2 separate regions of the Mus musculus genome follow, and region 1 is linked to region 2. The links are chromatin contacts, called in public promoter capture Hi-C maps. All regions are on one chromosome and are shown on one strand. The core of a region is the stretch at or near the end of the contact, and the rest is flanking DNA. Distances in the headings are between cores, read along the strand shown.

The links. Capture Hi-C pulls out chosen DNA fragments and counts their contacts.
Region 1: a contact with region 2 is called in a promoter capture Hi-C map of adipose tissue. The contact joins the promoter of Tcaf2 here to the promoter of Casp2 in region 2. A contact is called at or near these places in 4 of 39 promoter capture datasets (the 3T3-L1 cell line, cranial neural crest, liver and 1 more), 2 of 484 Hi-C or Micro-C datasets (both in uterus), 2 of 115 datasets of contacts at active chromatin or transcription factors (astrocytes and fibro-adipogenic progenitors) and 2 of 9 other capture datasets (adipose tissue and liver).

What each region holds. Positions count from the first base shown.
Region 1 is chr6:42,642,571-42,648,667 of GRCm38.p6, reverse strand. It overlaps Tcaf2 (TRPM8 channel-associated factor 2), which reads left to right and starts at 3,627. Exons shown (of 8, transcript NM_146174.1): 1 at 3,627-3,788; 2 at 5,563-6,097. The coding sequence starts at 5,577.
Region 2 is chr6:42,261,044-42,266,724 of GRCm38.p6, reverse strand. Casp2 (caspase 2) reads right to left here and starts at 1,740. Exons shown (of 11, transcript NM_007610.2): 1 at 1,528-1,740. The coding sequence starts at 1,601. Tmem139 (transmembrane protein 139) reads right to left here and starts at 4,755. Exons shown (of 3, transcript NM_175408.4): 1 at 4,699-4,755; 2 at 3,220-3,481; 3 at 2,170-2,997. The coding sequence starts at 3,464. The coding sequence ends at 2,598.

The DNA of each region.
Region 1 (6,097 bases), core at 2,378-4,877, 380 kb before region 2:
CCCAGATGCCCCTCAACAGAAGAATGGATAAAGAAAATGTGGTACATTTACAAAATGGAGAGTACTACTGAGTTATTAAAAAGAATGAATTTATGAAATTCCTAGGCAAATGGATGGACCTGGAGGGCATCAACCTAAGTGAGGTAACCCAATCACAAAAGAACTCACATGAAATGTACTCACTGATAAGTGGATATTAGCCCAGAAACTTAGAATACCCAAGATATAGGATACAATTGCGAAGCACATGAGACTCAGGAGGAACGAAGACCAGGGTGTGGATGCTTTGCCCCTTCTTAGAACTGGGAGTGGAAAGCCCATGGAGGGAGTTGCAGAGACGACGTTTGGAGCTGAGATGAAGGGGTGGACCTTCTAGAGACTGCCATATCCGGGTATCCATCCCATAATCAACCTCCAAACGCTGACACCATTGCATACACTAGTGGGATTTTGCTGAAAGGACCCTAATATAGCTGTCTCTTGTGAGAATATGCTGGGGCCTGGCAAACACAGAAGTGGATGCTCACAGTCAGCTATTGGATGTATCACAGGGCCCCCAATGGAGGAGCTAGAGAGAGTGCCCAAGCAGCTGAGGGGAACTGCAACCCTATGGGTGGAATAGCAATATGAACTAACCAGTGCCCCCAGGAGCTCCTGGTGCTAGCTGCATATGTATCAGAGGATGGCCTGGTCGGCCATCATTGGAAAGAGAGGCCCATTGGTCATGCAGACTTTATATGCCTCAGTGCAGGGGAACGTCAGGGCCGGGAAGTGGGAGTGAGTGGGTGGGGGGAGGGTGTGGGGGACTTTTGGGATAGCACTGTAGATGTGAATGAAGAAAGTACCTTAATTTTAAAAAGGGGAAAAAAAAACAAAAAGAACAAATATAGTCCAATGGCAAAGCACTTACCAAATGTCCAGCAAGCTCTAGATTTGATAGTCACAGTGTGGTGACAAATAACTAAACAAACTCCATCAAACCAAACATTCTAATAAAACAATCATAAAAAAAAGTTCAGTTTCTGGAAAATGGCAGATGACCACAGGGGAAAAAAATTTTTAAAAATAGCTGAGTAGTACTCCATTGTGTAAATGTACCACATTTTCTGTATCCATTCTTCTGTTGAGGGACATCTGGGTTCTTTCCAGCTTCTAGCTATTATAAATAGGGCTGCTATGAACATAGTGGAGCATGTGTTCTTCTTACCGGTTGGAACATCTTCTGGGTATATGCCAAGGAGAGGTATTGCTGGATCTACCGGTAGTACTATGTCCAGTTTTCTGAGGAACGGCCAGACTGATTTCCAGAGTGGTTGTACAAGCCTGCAATCCCACCAGCAATGGAGGAGTGTTCGTCTTTCTCCACATCCACGCCAGCATCTGCTGTCACCTGAATTTTTGATCCTAGCCATTCTGACTGGTGTGAGGTGGAATCTCAGGGTTGTTTTGATTTGCATTTCCCTGATGATTAAGGATGTTGAACATTTTTTCAGGTGCTTCTCTGCCATTCGGTATTCATCAGTTGAGAATTCTTTGTTTCGCTCTGTACCCATTTTTAATGGGGTTATTTAGATTTCTGGAGTTCAGCTTCTTGAGCTCTTTGTATATATTGGATATTAGTCCCCTATCAGATTTAGGATTAGTAAAAATTCTTTCCCAATCTGTTTGTGGCCTTTTTGTATTATTTACAGTATCTTTTGCCCTACAGAATCTTTGCAATTTTATGAGGTCCCATTTGTCGATTCTTGATCTTACAGTACAGGCCATTGCTGTTCTGTTTAGGAATTTTTCCCCTGTATCCATATGTTCGAAGCTTTTCCCCACTTTCTTCTCTATAAATTTCAGTGTCTCTGGTTTTATGTGGAGTTCTTTGATCCACTTAGACTTGAGCTTTGTACAAGGAGATAAGAATGTATCAATTCGCATTCTTCTACATGATAACCGCCAATTGTTCCAGCACCATTTGTTGAAAATGCTGTCTTTTTTTTCCTACGGATGGTTTTAGCTCCCTTGTCAAATATCAGGAGGCCATAGGTTTGTGGGTTCATTTCTGGGTCTTCAATACTATTCCACTACTCTACCTGTCCTTCCATCATGACCAATTACGCTTCATCCCAGGGATGCAGGGATGGTTTAATATACAGAACTCCATCAATGTAATCCACTATATAAAGAAACTCAAAGACAAAAATCACATGATCATCTTGTTGGATGCTGAGAAAGCATTTGACAAAATCCAACACCCCTTCATGATAAAAGCCATGGAAAGTTCAGGAATTCAAGTCCCATGCCTAAACATAATAAAAGCAATCCACAGCAAACCAGTAGCCAACATCAAAGTAAATGGAGAGAAGCTGGAAGCAATTCCACTAAAATCAGGGTCTAGACAAGGCTGCTCACTTTCTCCCTACCTATCAATCTAGTACTTGAAGTCCTAGCCAGAGCAATTCGACAACAAAAGGAGATCAAGGGGATACAAATTGGAAAAAAAGAAGTCAAAATTTCACTATTTGCAGATGATATGATAGTATATATAAGTGACCCTAAAAATTCCACCAGAGAACTCCTAAACCTGATAAACACCTTCAGCGCAGTAGCTGAATATAAAATTAACTCAAACAAATCAGTGTCCTTTCTCTACACAAAAGATAAACAGGATGAGAAAGAAATTAGGGAAACAACACCCTTCACAATAGTCACAAATAATATAAAATACCTTGGTGTGACTCTAACTAAGTGAAAGATCTGTATGACAAGAACTTCAAGTCTCTGAAGAAAGAAATTGAAGAAGATTTCAGAAGATGGAAAGATCTCCCATGCTCATGGATTGGCGGGATTAATATAGTAAAAATGGCTATCCTGCCGAAAGCAATCTACAGATTCAATGCAATCCCCATCAAAATTCCAACTCAATTCTTCACTGAGTTAGAAAGGGCAATTTGCAAATTCATCTGGAATAGCAGAAAACCTAAAATAGCAAAAACTATTCTCAACAATAAAAGAAGTTCTGGGGGAATCACCTGGCCTGACCTCAAGCTGTACTACAGAGCAATTGTGATTAAAAAAAACAAAAACAAACAAACAAACAAAAACTGCATGGTACAGTCATGTTTTCTGCCCAGTGAAAATATCCTGGACCAGATTTCCTGGCCCCAGATTCCCACAGCTGTACTGCCAGTGATGGCCACTAGGCGGCAGGCCCTGAAGCCCAAGCTTGGAGATATTAACAGAGCAATTAGGCACTGGTGTAGCACCAAGCCAGTTGGAGTCAGATTCCCGGTCTGGCAGAGCAACTGTTAGGGGATGCTCGTACATCCGGACTTCTCAGATACTGGAATAGTCCAGCTTCATAGAGGGCTTCCCATCCGGAACAGCCCCACAACTAACCAGTTCCCTGGGTAGCTCATCCAATAGGACAGCCTCGCCTATAACTAACCCTGCCCCGGGATAGCCACGCCCTGGAAAAGATCCGCCCCTGGGAAGCTCCGCCCTCGAGACTCAAATCGGCCCTCAAGAAAGTCTTTCATTTGGGCAGCGGGCTTTCCTATAGCCCCGCCTTCCGCAGCCCCGCCTCTAGAGGCCCCGCCCATGGAAGACCCTTATTCATACTGCAGTCCATTCCTCTGCAGCGACAGTCAGCCGGCAGCAACCTCTGTGGTCTGAATTTTCTGTCCTGGTTTGTTCCGGTGTGGGGCTGAGTGTCCGAGCACTAAGACGACGCTGGGAGGAAATCCTTAAAGTGCCAGAAGGCTACTGGACGCCGTTCCCAACAGTGTATCTGCTCACAGGTATGTTTTTCTTTTAGTTTTATTGGCCTGGAACAGTTTTCTAGTTAACTCAGAACTCCTTTATCTTTGCTCTCTGAACTTGAGTCACGAATTTGAAAAAGGTGTGTGCTCGCGCGTGTAAGCACATTTAGTTTCAGAGTGCTGGGACTGTTTTTGTTTGTTGCTCTTCCTGCCAAACTTGGGAAAAATCAGAGGACTTTCTTTTCAAACAAACTTCATGAGACGTTGAACTTGGAATTCCTGATCTACCTGCTGTCTTTTCCACCCCTAAGCAGATTTCCCACAGTTCACTTTCCTGGAACAGTGCTATGAAGTGGGGGGGGTGAGGCACATAGAGACATGCCAACACCAGTGAACATTTTACCTCACAGAGGAGTGGCTGAAAAGTGACAGGGTTCTTCTATACAGTTCTTAGTCAAGGATATGGAAGGTGGAGATGCATTCCTCAGATTCAGGCCAGGTCATGGCCATGAGCTAAATGGACTGGACTACGCGGATAGATGAAAGGAGATGGGCAACATGAGTTGTTTAACATTTTGTATGAACAGGATGAACAAAGGAGACAGGAGGAACAAGGGAGTCTACCTGAAATCCCAAGTGAAGAACATGGGGAGAAACAAAAAAATGGAAGGAGAGAACTCAACAAGGGGGAGTGTCAGCTGTCTAGATCTGTCTGCTACATAGCTCAACTCTTCCAGGGACCCTCCTAGGACGCACCTCAGAGAGGCCCTGGGCAAGTACCCATGGCTCCCCCCAGTACCTGAAAATTTTCTTAGGATGTCAGCTCACAGCCATTGAAAGGGTGCCCTGTCAATCATGTGAGCGAAGGTGGAGGAGGTCCCCTACGGTGAGCTACTCAGATGTGGGAATAGCGAAGTCTTGTGGATCACCAGCCACACTCCGCACTCAAGGAAAGGAGACAGGGAAGAAAGAGAGAGGCACTCACATTGCGCACTGTACCTATAGCACTTATAGTCTAATCTGTAAAACAATGGTCCTCGGACCTCTGTGATTGGTCTAGAGAGAGAGTCTGAAGTGGCTACTAGGGTAAGCTCAGCTCTCAGCATACCCAGCTTCCAAAAAATTTGAAAAGAACTTTCCCAGGCAGTCAAAATGGGTGGCATGGGGGGTTTCCACTAAGGCAGCTTTGATCATTTGGAAGCTGTTTCCAACAAGGTAAGCAAAGCTGTCAGAAATGATGCACTTTCTGAAAGGTCATGCGATCCCAACTAACGCAGTTTATAACAGGTCATTGTGGCCCTTTTGTCTGAAAGAATAAAACAAACACCAAGTCAGTCCCTGCATTTGATTCATCAGATCCTATGGGAAGCTGCACCTCCTTATCTACCCCAGGACTTGTTCCTCTCTGCCGTTCACTCTGCTGCTGCCCTGGTGTACCTCTTACCAAACTGATCCTCCCACACCATTTCAGGTTTCAGCTTTCTGTTCCTATTCCTACCAGGTCTTTCCTGTCATGCATTCTAAAGCAGTCTTCCTGTCCATAGTTCATCAATAGATAGCAACTGGGGATTGCTGCAGTTGTATTTATTTATTTATTTATTTATTTATTTATTTATAAGCCTACTTATTTAATTGTCTTTACTCTTCTTATAGTTTTGAGTCATAAAAGTGGAATCCTTGTCTGTTTGCGCTTCACTTCATCCTCAAAAGGAGAAACTAATCTATCTTCTGGACCAAAAACATTTAGTTAATTGCCTTCCTTACTGCTTCCTCATTCTGGTTTGACCAACCTGAGTCTCTGCTTCCTTTGTAGCAACGGGCAGAACCATGGCAACAACTCCCGATGCTGCTTTTGAGGCCCTCATGAATGGAGTGACCAGCTGGGATCTCCCTAAAGAATTCACTCCCAGTGAACTCCTTCTTATTGGGGAGGCAGCCTTCCCAGTGATGGTGAATGACAAGGGCCAGGTGCTCATTGCTGTTTCTTTCTATGGCCAAGGCCGCCTGGTGGTCGTATCCCATGAGAGCTACCTGATGCATGCTGGCTTGGCTCCTTTTCTTCTCAATGCAGTGAGCTGGCTCTGCCCCTCCCCAGGGACTCCCATTGAAGTGCATTCTTCCTTAGCATCACTAGTTAACATCCTACGTGGCTCTGGGATAAATGCCTTGGTTCAGCCTGAGCCTGGAGAGGCTCTGGGAGTTTATTGCATTGATGCCTACAACGACACCTTGACCAAGAAGCTGGTCCAGTTTGTGAAGCGTGGTGGAGGCTTGCTCATTGGAGGTCAGGCCTGGAATTGGGCCAGTCAGCATGGCAGTGACAAGGTGCTATTCAGTTTCCCTGGGAA
Region 2 (5,681 bases), core at 491-2,990:
GCTTAAGTCTGATGACAATGGAGTGACAGTGTAACAGTTGACTTTATACATCAGAGATTTTTAGATGAATCCCGATTTCAATGCAGGTAAAATATAGGAGCACAAGTAAGCACCTTCAATCACTGAAATACCACGCACTGGTCGAATGCCCCTTGTATAAAGGCTCCTTTAAGTCCTTTCAGGCCACAGTTAGATGGAAAAATAGGGTCCTGAGAAACTGCATTAGCAAGAGGTATTGACGCAGAGTAAATATTCAGAATGTACCTGCTATTTCAAAATTCACTAGAATTTTAACTGAGGTTTTAAAATTCATGCTCTACATGAATTTAAAACCTCAGTTAAGAATCACCTTACAAGACAACACAGTAATGGGGATAAATACAGGACCTTGGTTAAATTAAAATGAATACAGCAGCTGTTAGCTGGGTTTATCATTAGGTATATAATGAATGGTAGAGCAGAGTTCTTAGGTCATTAGGAAGATCCATTTCTTAAGCGGCTTCATTTCCTCGACTTCCACTCTACTGCTCTCTCCAGTTTCAGTTGGCTAGCCATGTTCCGGTTTCCTGTAGAGGGCACCTGACCTCTCCCCCAACACCTCATTCTCTTTGACAGGACTAGACCAGGAGACCAAACTCATTTTCAGTTTCTGATTCTCTTGCCTCAGGCATCAGGATGCCAGGATTACAGCCTTGTAGCCTTTAAATGCTGGCCCTGCACTAGGACACCCTTGCAAAAAAATAAAGGGGAGGGGGCTTTTCTCTAGACAATTGCATCCTCAGGTACAATTTACTGACTCCAGTTCTAAATCCTCTTATGTCCCAGGCTTGAATTTTTAACGAAGCAGTCGTCACCGTGTTTTATCTGAGGCTCCACCTACTCCGCACACCTGCCACTTCCTTTTATCTCAAACTACCAGGCTTAAAATATGAACTTTCCCGAAGTTTCCAGTCACCTGGAATTTTAGGGCACCCATGAAAAGTGGAATGGAGAAAAAGAACACCGAGAGGTTTCTAACGCTTTGATTCCGTGTCCTGTAAGAGTTCCCGTTTCTATATTAATGTTAGAGGTCTGGACAGGAAACAATAAAATTGTGTCGTCCTGTGCAATGTTTTCATCGAAACTGACGGAGGAGGCGGAGAAACGGGAACCATCTAATCCTCTCAAAGGATTCAAATCCCCCAAACCTGTGTGGAACTCTCTGACAAACATCTATTATATGAGAAAGCAGTGCAGGGCACGAGATAGTCAATCCAAGTCAAATGCGCCCAAGGCCGAGCTGCGAAGTCTCTGGTTTTTAAAGAGAAATGAGTTTAAGTCCTCAGCTAAGAACTGGAAGGAAAAGCCGGAGCATCTCTGGAAAAGGTGAGATGCCGCAGGCGAGAAGTAGCGCGGGACGGACAAGATCGCTCTCATAGACTCCTCTGCGCTGGACAAAGGGAGGCTGCTGCAGCCCCTGTACACGCGGCACCAGGCCAAGAAGCCGCGCCGCTCGCCTGGCCGCCTCCCCTCCTCTGCCCTCCTCACCTGCTCCTCCTGTCAGCCGCCATCAGCCCCTTCCTGTGCAGGGAGGACTGCGACCTCCCGCTCGGCGCCGCCATTTCCAGCTTTTCCCGGGCTGCACACGCACCACCCACAAAACAAACAAACGCTGGGCCGCGCCAGCCCCCGCATCCCTCCCCCAGCCTCCCACCGCGCCGCGCTTGCGCACGGCTCCGCCCGACGCCAGCAAGCCCCACCCACGCCGGGACATGCGCAAGCGCACACTGCTCGCTGAGGCTCGCACAGCCCAATGGGAAGAGAGGAGGCGCTAGAAGGAACGGGAAGGGGCGGGAAAAGAGCGAGGGTTCTCCTACTCGGGGACCTGATTGGCTATCGATTCCCGCGGAAACCGCAGCCCCCTCCCCTGGTTCCTCCGACCCCTCCTGAAGTAACTACAAGAGACCAAAGGGGCTGGGCTTCCCTTGTTATCCTTGTTCGCCTTGAACTTCCAGGGCCAGGATGCAGGGAAGACGGAAAGCACTAGGAGGCGCTCTTCTCCCAGGCTGGGGCAGCTCGTGGTCGCGCTTTTCCTACACAAGTGTCCTCTCATTCTCTTATCTACCAGTTGACAAGGCTATAAAGTAATGCGGATTGCCTGCTTGGTATTGAAAACAGGAGGCACTGGAATTGGAATTTGATTCGAGTTATTTTTATGTTTTTACTAGCATCCCGTTCTTGTGCAAACTATTCAGCTCCCCTCAACCTTAGAAGCTCTCATTATCTTGGTAGGTAATACCCCATCAGGAATCTCAGGGAGACTTGGTGTCTACAATAGAAGAAACACAGCAGTCACTCAGAGGTATCCCTCCAGCTTCTCTTGGTAACTTATCTCTTTCTCATCTTCCACCTTACTCTGGAAATACTGGTCATCAGATAGGTTCCAGAATGTTTCCAGAAGAATCTAGGTGTGCCATTTATCTGTGAACGACATGCCACAGCCCGACTCCCCGCTGCTTTGAAGGCCTCGATTGTGATGTCCGGGTAAAACCAGTTTCTGATCCAATAGACACTAGGAAATGCTGGGCAAATGAGTGCACAGGTTCTGAGGGCACCACTTAGGGAAGTATCCATTTATCTTCATAGAAAACACTGTCATCATCAGCATGAGCAAAACTGATTTCATAGGCAGGAGGTGGAGTACTAGGCTCCAGTTTGGGGGCCACTCTCATGCTTTGCAGATCAGGAGCAGTGGCCACAACTCGTGGACCCCTAAGTCGAAGAATTCTTCCAGGGTTTCCTCTGGCAGTCATTGTCCCCTCTGAGCCCACTCGCCTTTTCAGACTGCCTGTGCTGGGACTGTCTGGTTGGCTAGGCTGTGCCCCCTCAACTCCTGGGGATATTATGATACTGCTGTAAGGGGGTGGTTGCTCCAGCTCTTGGAGGTGGCTCTGTGGTTGTGAATCCATCACCTCTACAGCCTGTTCATAGGTTGGCACCTCAAAAGCTCCATTGTCTCTGTGGGAGAAGAAATATGGTCGTTAGTGGGTACCTGAAAGAAGACCCCCTTTTTCTGTTCCACCATTCTTGCAAAAGACCTCTCTATTGTCTGCTGACCATTGCTCTTAATGATACCAGTGACAGAGGAAAGCAGAGTCTATGCTTAAGAAAGGATGGGCACAGAGGGAACGAGGGCCTTGCGTGTCTTCCCGTCATCCTGCCCATCTCCCATCGACTCACTGCGCTTGGCCTGAGGCCTCTGGATTCTCAGTCTGCCTGGAGCTTGGCATCGATCGGGAGCATCGTTCCATAACACAGGCCAGGAGGCAAGCAACAAAGCAAAAGCCAGCCAAGCAGAGGAAGAAGTAAGCAACAGGGGCGACATCAGACTGTATGACCAGTAAAGCCAGCCCCAGGAGGAGGGAGGCACTGCTCAGGAAGAGAAATGGCTGCTTCAGTTTCCCCAACAACTGTCTTGGCACCATGGCCCCTCCCAGGGCACCTGCAGAAAGACACACAGTTGTGTGTTAGCTAGTGATCAGCACTGCAGTAGTGCCAGACCCCAAAGTAAAAGTATTATGCTCTTCTATTTGGATTCCCAGTGTTCAATTCAGTCTGAAACAAATGATCTTCAGGGCCTCTGGCAGCTCCATTATTGTCTCCTATTATTATAGGTTATTGCTTTGGAAAGCTGGGAAATTAGTTCAGTTCTGATTCTCAACTCGCAGATGAACAGATGAACGTAGTGTTTCATAGCGCTGCCTGCATTCTTTGCTCTCTCTCTCTCTTCCCTGAAGTCTCTGTTTTAGCTCCCAACTACACCATGCTGGATCCAGGGCCAGCCACCTTACCTGTGAAGAATAAAAAAATAATAATGACTGCCCTGAGAACATGGGCCCCAGCCCCTGGCCAGATGGCCTAATTCCCCTTATAAAGCCTGCTGGAAAATAGGGTCGTGGTCGGACTCCTCTACCCCTGCGTGGTGTATGGGTCTCGACCTCAGCATGCTGGTTTGTGTGCCATTAAAACCTCGTGTGTTTGCAGCAAGCTTGACTGTTGTGACTTTCTGGGCTCTCGATTCCTGAGACTGGAGTGAGGGTCTCCCTTCAGGGGTTCCTTCACCTGTGGCCTCAGTGCACACAGGAATCTCTGGAATCCATATGATGGACCAAGCTTTGCCCTTTTCCTGGTTAGGTCAGACCTCTATTTTTCTCTTCCCAGCCAGAGGGCCCCCAATATGACTCTAGGAAGAGTACTACTCATCACTTACCAGTCAGCCTGAGCGTTTGCTGTCAGCCACAGTTGAGCCAGCCCATGCTCTGGATGGAGGAAAATGTGAACCCAGACACAACAAGGCCACAGGGATACCAAGTAAGTGGGGAAGAATCTTAGAAAGGCCTAGAGCAACCACGAGTGGTCATAATGTGACTTTTCTACACCCCACGTAGAGTCCTGACCTAAGCCTCCTCCTGTAAATCACTCATCTCAGATTTCAAGTGTCCTGCCAGCACGGAGGCTGGAGAGTTGATAAGAAAAGGGACACCTTTTCTCTCAGAAAACAGCAACAGTCAATCTCAAGACAGCTCACACCAGGTAAACACCCTGCCAGTTTCCTGAACTCAGTGTTGCAAGAATTCGCAGACCCTCTCCGCCCACACCAGCCCGACTCCCACGGCCTGCGCCCCGCCCCTTGTAGAGGTCCCAGGAGCTCGGGCTCACCTGTCTCCCCGGGACGCCGAAAACCTTGGCAGACTTGGAACACCGGGAACAGAAGGCGGAGCCTACTTGCCCCACCCTCTCTTTTGCCCCTAATCCTTCCTTCAAGCCTAGTCTTTCTCCACCCCTTTCTCCCAAGACTGACCTCCTGTTACTGCTCCTCAGTTTCCACTGTGAAGTCCTGTCCCCTCCCACTCCCGATGGTCTTTGTACTTAGGACCAGAGTTGGAATTACTTTTTTCCTCGGCCTACTCAAATCATCTTGAGTGCTAGTCACAATCCTAAGCACAAAGTACCTTCTGATTTGTTTTGTACTTGTCTTAACTGAGAGCCTGGAGCAGAGACCGTGGTGTATTTACACTGTTGGGTACACGGGGAGCCATGGTCGAAACTGGAGCGGCATATCATGCCTCTGCTGCTGTCTGTGGATGCTCTGTCTCAGGAATCGTCGGAGGTGTGCTCTTGCTTCCCAGCAGGCTTTTCACAAATCCTATGTCTAGATGAAACCTGCTTTGGAGTCTGCACTGCTTAACCACACCGTTCCTGTCTCTGTCCCAGCTTTTACCTGATTATATAGTGTTTTATGTTTATTTACTGTTCTTTTACTTTGAGCATTATAAGAAAAGTGATTTTTTTCAATGTTCTTGGAATCCCTGTAAAAAGTGGATTCTTGACACTGGGTAGAGCACACCCTTAAGTTTATGCTCTGATCAGAGCTAGCCCCACAAAGGGTTTCATTGCACCCTGTGGCTCCCATAGCTGCTCTAAGGCTCTATTTGTGAGTTTGGGCTGTGAGGAAGTGTGAGAGAGAGAGAGGTGGTCCGCTGTGTCCCTGTGGACTCTATTCCCTCACCGCATTAGCACTGGACAAACCCTATCAAGCTACAGAGACAAGAATACAAATACAATCTAAGGTCCTCAGGAACAGTTATGGGGGCCCTGATAGGAGAAACAGAGAGGAGAGGGAAGAAAAAAGGGGGGAGAGA